Linked DNA regions of Gossypium hirsutum: region 2 is linked to region 1. The links are chromatin contacts, called in public Hi-C maps. All regions are on one chromosome and are shown on one strand. The core of a region is the stretch at or near the end of the contact, and the rest is flanking DNA. Distances in the headings are between cores, read along the strand shown. Region 1 holds the start of LOC107891355 (DNA-directed RNA polymerase V subunit 5A). Region 2 holds the start of LOC107891348 (H/ACA ribonucleoprotein complex subunit 4).

Region 1 (3,570 bases), core at 762-3,261:
AAACGCTTGAAGGCCTAAACTCCTAGGCTTCAAGGCCGAAAGGAGAAGAAGAAGCCATGCCCTGTCCCGTCCCGATTTCGGCGACCGAACAAGGCTCCGGCGACGGGCTTTGCGGGCGACCTCCGGTATTCCCCTTTCCCTTTCCTTTTTTCTTTTTATTAATATTTAAAAAAAGATTTGTAAAAGAAAAAATATGAAAAAATAAATAAATAAATTAGACAAGAACACAGAGGACAATGTTTTGGTTTTTTATTTTCAATGTTTGTAAGAGTGTCCAGAAAAAACTACAAGAAATTGCTTGTGGCTTTTATAGCCAAATTACAAACTCTTCATCTCTGTTTCGTTTGTTGTTTTCCTATTTGTTTTTTTTTTTTGCTATTTGTTGGTTTCTGTCTTGTTTCTTGCAGGTGGTCTGACACGCGTGGAGGGCCAGCGATTGGCGATCAGCTGCGGTGGGCATGCGGGAGGAGGTGAAGCGGCGTGCGGCGCGCCTTAGGGTTTCTGCCCCTCCCTTTTGCTGAAAATTAGTCGTGGGCTATTGGGCCCTTAGGGTTCAGGTTTAGTTGGGCTAGTGCTGTTGTTTGGGCCTTTCATTTTGGACTGTAATTTTGGACTGTTTAATTTTGGGTTTTTATTATTTGGGTTTATTGGTTGCGGGCCCGAGCAAAAATGGGCTCTTACAATGCTGGTTGCGTGGAAATAGAGAAAAAAAATTACATTGATTACATCGGAAATCCCTCCATTTTCCCCTATGATTATGACTAGAGGTGCTCATGGGCCGGGTGGCCCGGCTCGGCCTGACGGTCCACTCGAAATATGGGAGGGTTTGGGTAAAAATATAAGCCCGAAATATGGGCTTGGGCAAAAAATGAGGCCCATTTAGAAAATAGGCCGGGCCTCGGGCACCACTTTTTTTGCCCGGGCTTGGGCCCGGCACGAATATAATAAATATATTTTTTTAATTTTTTTAATTTTAAAATATTTTTAAAATAAAATTTAAGTGTTTTATTAAAAAAATGGGCCGGGCCAAGCTCGGGCTTAGAAATTTTTTCCCAGGCTGGGAATAGACAAAATCTCAGGCCCATATTTTGGGCTGGGCCCGGCCTAGGATGTGAGCTAAAATTTTTTCTGGGCCCAGCCCATGAGCACCTCTAATTATGACCTCAATCTTATGTATGATATATAAGGCATCATTTGTGGGTTATCTAAAAGCTTGAACTCGTGACCGCATAACGACCAGTTATTGGCCCTCGGTTTATACTCGAACCCATGATCGCATTACGATCTCCGATTGGGACCTCCACTTAGACTTTGACCCCTGATCTTATCAAGCACAATCACTCTGAAACTAGATTTCTCCAAAATAGGTTTTTAAGGTGATAATTCTATCCCGCCACGACATATGAAATGTATGTGTTATGAGGCACATTATCATATCCCCGACTCCTCAAAATTACCTCTGAAATTCCCCGGTTTTAGTTGAAAACCCTAAACTCTTTTAAAAAACCCTAAATATCAAAATATAAAAAATCTTAACCCTGATAGAGAGAAAAGGAAAAAAACGACCTATTTCCTTAAATTTTAAAAAACTTATAAGCCTAATTTAAAAAAAACCAACATAAATGCCTAATTTAGTCATGATTAAAAGTATGTTACAAACATGTATTACCTAATATGATAAATATAATGAGCGCAAATCATTATGACTCTTACCGGTAAATAGATTATCTTTTATCTAATATAGAGTTTATTGTTGAGGAAAAGGAAACTTTTATGATTATTTTTTTATCTATTTATTTTTTTTAATTTAATTTGAACAAATATAATTAATCTAATTCAACTCAAATTTTATTGAATAAAAATTTTAAATTAAATTTGATTTATAAAATTTATTAATTTAAAACTTTTTTTTTCACTCAATTTGATCCAATCATATGTTGTTTTGGCAAACGGCAGTTAATGGATTTGGGTATAAATCAAGGGCTGAAGCCTTGGACAAGATCTTAAGCCCAAATTAGGACATCTACAAGACTACTACAACTGTAATCACCCCTTCAAAAGTAAGACTACTGAGACGGTCGAGGAAAACGAAGCGGAAGCGTCGTTAAGTCGTGTAAATATTGAACTCGTAGACTGGTTGAAGTAAAAGCGAAAATGGAAGGGATTGGATTGGAAGGAGATGGGTCAAACGGGGAAGCTCTTGGGAAGTGCTTGAGTGGGTTGGTGGACGATGGTAGCACCGAGAGTCATCGATACTACCTGTCCCGGAGAACTGTGCTGGAGATGCTTAGGGACAGAGGCTATGCCGTACCCAACACTGAAATCGACCTCTCTCTCCATGAATTTCGTGCCATTCACGGCCAAAGCCCTGATTTTGATCGTCTCAAACTCTCTGTTACTCATAAAACTGACTCTTCCAAGCGGGTATTCTTTGTTCTCTGGGCTTTGCTTTATGTTCTGGTTACTGTTTTTTGTATACGTTGCATGATTAGATAAGTATCCATTCATTGCATGTTCCTTTAAATTGTTTAATATAATTTTCCTCACTGAAAAGTTTGAGTTTAGATTATATCAATTTTGAACCCTATCATTTTCGTTTGGTGAAAAAAAGAACATGCTTCGTTTATTTTCTTTTTTTTTTTTTATACAATGATTATTAGAACTATCCATAACTCTTCCCCAGCCCCTCGAACCCAATACAGATGCCAACCGAGCTAAGTCAGCAGAAAGTTGCGTTTATTGATTTATAAGGGGAATGCCAAAAGTCAAAAGATGTGATGGATTGTTAATTTCTGTTGCTTTTGTCTTGAGAAGTGATTCTTTATTCGTTAATCAATGTGATCTGCAATCTGATGAATGACATTTTTCGTAGCAGACGCTGGTAGTTTTCTATGGGCCTGGTGTAGTTAAAGTCAGTGGGATTCGGCTCATTGCTGGTCTAATTACTAGCAAAGAAACTTTGACGGGGTTGATATTAATCGTGCAAAACCACATAACAAACCAAGCTTTGAAAGCTTTAGACCTTTTCTCTTTTAAGGTGGAGATATTCCAGGTAAAAGCTCTAATACTAGTCATGTCTGTTGTTTCCATTGACATTGGTCCTCTAAATTCAATTTCATGCAAGAAAACCATTTTCTTAACCAAAAGCTTCGTCCTCCGTCCACTCCATATTGTGCACTTCCTTCATGGCTGTCCATGCTTCATAAAGTTACATCCTGTGAGATGATTGTTTTCTGGCTCATATTATTTGTTATTGTTACTTATAAAGTGGTTAACATTTGCATATGAAGGATGAAAATCTAATCAGAGTACTGCATTTGGTTTGCTTCTGTGAGTAATTCAATTTTGGATTTTTTGAAATGATTTAAACATTTTCTTATAGTTTCTGGGGATCCTGCATGCTGATAAAAGCTGACACACTTGTCTAGGATTACATTGTGAGAAATAGTGGTTGTCTGCAAGGGACATCCATTTTGTCTAACATGAAACTTCTCTTGGCTATCTTTTCTTCATGTGTTTTGTGCTAACCACAATTATTATGTTATTATACACTGCTAATACTAGTCATAG
Region 2 (3,364 bases), core at 864-3,363, 160 kb before region 1:
GTTATGAGTAATTTAGCCATTGTGTCAAAAAAAATATCAGAACTTACAAAACTTATGTAATGACTCTAAGAGTGGGTTTAGGTAAACACACCGCTATCTTAACCCATGATCTTAAAACTTCGCGGGGAAGAACCCATACCCCAAATAGATACACTCAAAATCATCTTCCAGATTCCACAAGTTTGGAAACTAAGGTATTATAAGCAATTGATTTAATAATGAATGCTTTGCGCCAAAGGTTGCCTCAGTTGTTGATTCTACACTTAATTGATTCGCACAACCGGAGTACCCCGTTGCTCTAAGGAATGATCTTCCATTTTAGAATCTCCTCAATTGAAGTTGAAGCCATGATCATTTTTGGAAGCATAGGCCACTGAATAAGAGAGTCTGGGCAAAGCCATTACCATTACCATTACCTTTACCATTCATCTTTTTACTGTTTCTCTCCGTATGCTCTGTCTCTTCAGACGAAATTCGTGACTTCCATGACCTTTTTTTTTTCCTTTCTTTAGCGTCTAATTTATTAAATTTACATATAGTTTATAACACATAAAAAATAAATAGGTAAAATTTAGAAATGGTCACTAAACTATCGATTTTGTTCTATTTGGTCACTCAACTATTAAATTTTTCGATTTAACCATTAAACTTTTCGAAATTAAATATTTTAGTCAATCTTTCATTAGTTGCCGAGTGACAAAAAGTTGACATGAATTTTTTTATTGGTCTAGTAAAAAATTTAATCATTTAATATTTACATATTCTATCGTTTTGATCCTAAATATAAAAAATTTAACAAATTTAACCTTTAATGTTTACAAAATTTGTCTCTTAAATTCAATATTCAAAAAAGCAAAATACTAAACTAATTTCATAAAAAAAAGCTTTAATATATTAAAGATATTAATTTATTTATGTAATAATTAAAAACTCATTAACCAAATCACTAAATAATTTCAGTTTTTTCTTCCTAAATTTTGATTTAAAAGATTTTAAAATTAAATTCTAGCATTTTCGTTTTAATTTTGTTAAATTTAATAATCACAATTTAATCTTAAATTAAAATGTGGTATACCTTTTAACTCTGTTAGGAGTAAACATAATGGAATCTTATTTTTCAAATGAGTTCCACGGCTGTTATCTTCAGTTTGTTTGCAAAGCGGTAGTGGAAAAATGAAAAGAAGGGCTCAGTCAATCCGTGGAGACAAACACAAAACTAATCTAACAAATGTGGTCCAATCAGACCAAGTCAACCAATCACACTTCCATAAACCCAAAAATAAAGTAGAATGTAACTAGAAAAATAATAATTTTAAAATTTTAAAAGAATAAAAGAAAAGTTCCACATTAGATGATTAAAAAAACTAAATCACTACACATATTAATTTTTCAATGAATTATGAAAGCTTAACTTAGAATATAGTCAACAGGAACAAAAAAAAAAACACCAAACTCACCTCTTCCTCTAGTTCTCATGGAAACATGGCCAAACTCCAGTTCACAGTCATTGTCTTGTCTTACATCTCTTTCTCACTTTCACCCTGAACAAAATTGAAGTAAGTATTTTATTAATCAAATAAAAATATTTACAATATGAAACAAAATTTTTATACATTAAAGTCATCAAAAGTTTTTTTGTCTAAAGGTTCATATATGTTTTCTGAGCTATAATAACTTAAATATGAACATTGGATTTTGGTGGTCCGTTTTTGATCTCATAGCCTCTTCTCAATCTGTAAATAGGAGGATAATGCACTTTAGTACACTCGAACCCATGTCCTTGTTTATTGGCAACAAACAATACCCATACCAGTCGAACTAAGATTTAATTGACATTTTTATTACTTGTTATATAGCTATACTTGTTGTAAACTAATACACTCTTTCTAGTATTGCAATGACAAATTTATCTTTACATATTTTTATATAAATTTTAAATAAAAAATTAAAATTAACATATTCATTTAACACAAGTTTAAACATTTTTTTTATCTTTACACTAATAGTCATTATTAAATAAATTTTAAAATATTTTTTTTTTCACTCACCTATAATCTAGTGTAGTTTATAGATTTATTTTAAATATAGAGAGTGAAAAAGAAAAAGAAAAAGGAAATGTAGGAGTAGTAGAAATGGCAGCAGCCCAGCCCATAATTAAAACCTCCAAAACCCTAACCCTATAAATCCTTTCCATTTCCTTTCTCCTTCCTTACCGTCACTTCCTCTCTCCTTCACCCTCCCTAAAACCCACTCAAAAACCCTAATACGCATTCACACACACACACTAAGGCAACCATGTCTGAGGTTGAGCTCTCTCGCTCAGAAAAGAAAAAGCACAAGAAAAAAACCGCGGCTGATGCTGACGCCAAAGAGTCCGACCAAGATTTCATGATCAAACCCCAGACCACCACTCCTTCCATCGACACTTCCCAGTGGCCTATCCTTCTAAAAAATTACGACCGCCTCAACGTTCGAACTGGCCACTACACTCCTCTTCCCTCCGGTTTCTCTCCCCTCAAGCGTCCCCTTGCTGAGTACATCAGGTACGGTATTTTGAACCTTGATAAACCTTCTAACCCTTCCTCTCATGAAGTGGTTGCTTGGATTAAGCGTATTTTGCGGGTCGAAAAGACTGGCCATAGTGGAACTTTGGACCCCAAAGTCACTGGGAATCTTATTGTATGCATCGATAGAGCCACTCGGCTTGTTAAATCCCAGCAGGGTGCAGGCAAAGAGTATGTCTGTGTTGCTCGCTTGCATTCCAAAGTGCCCGACGTGGCCAAGGTTGCTAGGGCTCTTGAAAGTTTGACTGGAGCTGTTTTTCAGAGGCCGCCCTTGATTTCGGCCGTTAAAAGACAGCTTAGGATTCGAACTATTTACGAAAGTAAGCTTCTTGAGTATGATGTGGATAGGCATTTGGTTGTTTTCTGGATTTCTTGCGAGGCGGGTACTTATGTTAGGACTATGTGTGTTCATTTGGGATTAATTCTTGGGGTTGGTGGGCATATGCAGGAACTTAGGAGGGTTAGGTCTGGGATTTTAGGTGAGAAAGATAATATGGTGACCATGCATGATGTTATGGATGCTCAATGGGTTTATGATAATTATAGAGATGAGACTTATTTGAGGAGGGTGATTATGCCTCTTGAAGTCCTTTTGACTAGTTATAAGAGGCTGGTTGTGAAGGACTCTGCTGTTAATGCTATTTGTTATGGGGCGAAGTTGATGATTCCTGGATTACTGAGGTTTGAGAATGACATTGAGGTTGGGGAGGAAGTTGTGTTAATGACGACAAAAGGAGAGGCAATTGCTCTGGGAATTGCTGAAATGACCACTGCGGTTATGGCTACTTGTGATCATGGTG

What was found. Hi-C and Micro-C count contacts between places; a contact is called where the count stands out from the background.
Region 2: a contact with region 1 is called in a Hi-C map of hypocotyl, with 2.2 times the contacts expected there. The contact joins the promoter of LOC107891348 here to the promoter of LOC107891355 in region 1. A contact is called at or near these places in 6 of 34 Hi-C or Micro-C datasets (hypocotyl, leaf and seedling).

The regions. Positions count from the first base shown.
Region 1 is chrD09:41,070,099-41,073,668 of Gossypium_hirsutum_v2.1, reverse strand. LOC107891355 (DNA-directed RNA polymerase V subunit 5A) reads left to right here and starts at 2,011. Exons shown (of 4, transcript XM_041100683.1): 1 at 2,011-2,424; 2 at 2,873-3,052. The coding sequence starts at 2,155. LOC107891354 (a long non-coding RNA gene) reads left to right here. Exons shown (of 2, transcript XR_001682197.2): 1 at 1-125; 2 at 408-725.
Region 2 is chrD09:41,232,460-41,235,823 of Gossypium_hirsutum_v2.1, reverse strand. It overlaps LOC107891348 (H/ACA ribonucleoprotein complex subunit 4), which reads left to right and starts at 2,113. Exons shown (of 1, transcript XM_016816108.2): 1 at 2,113-3,364. The coding sequence starts at 2,296.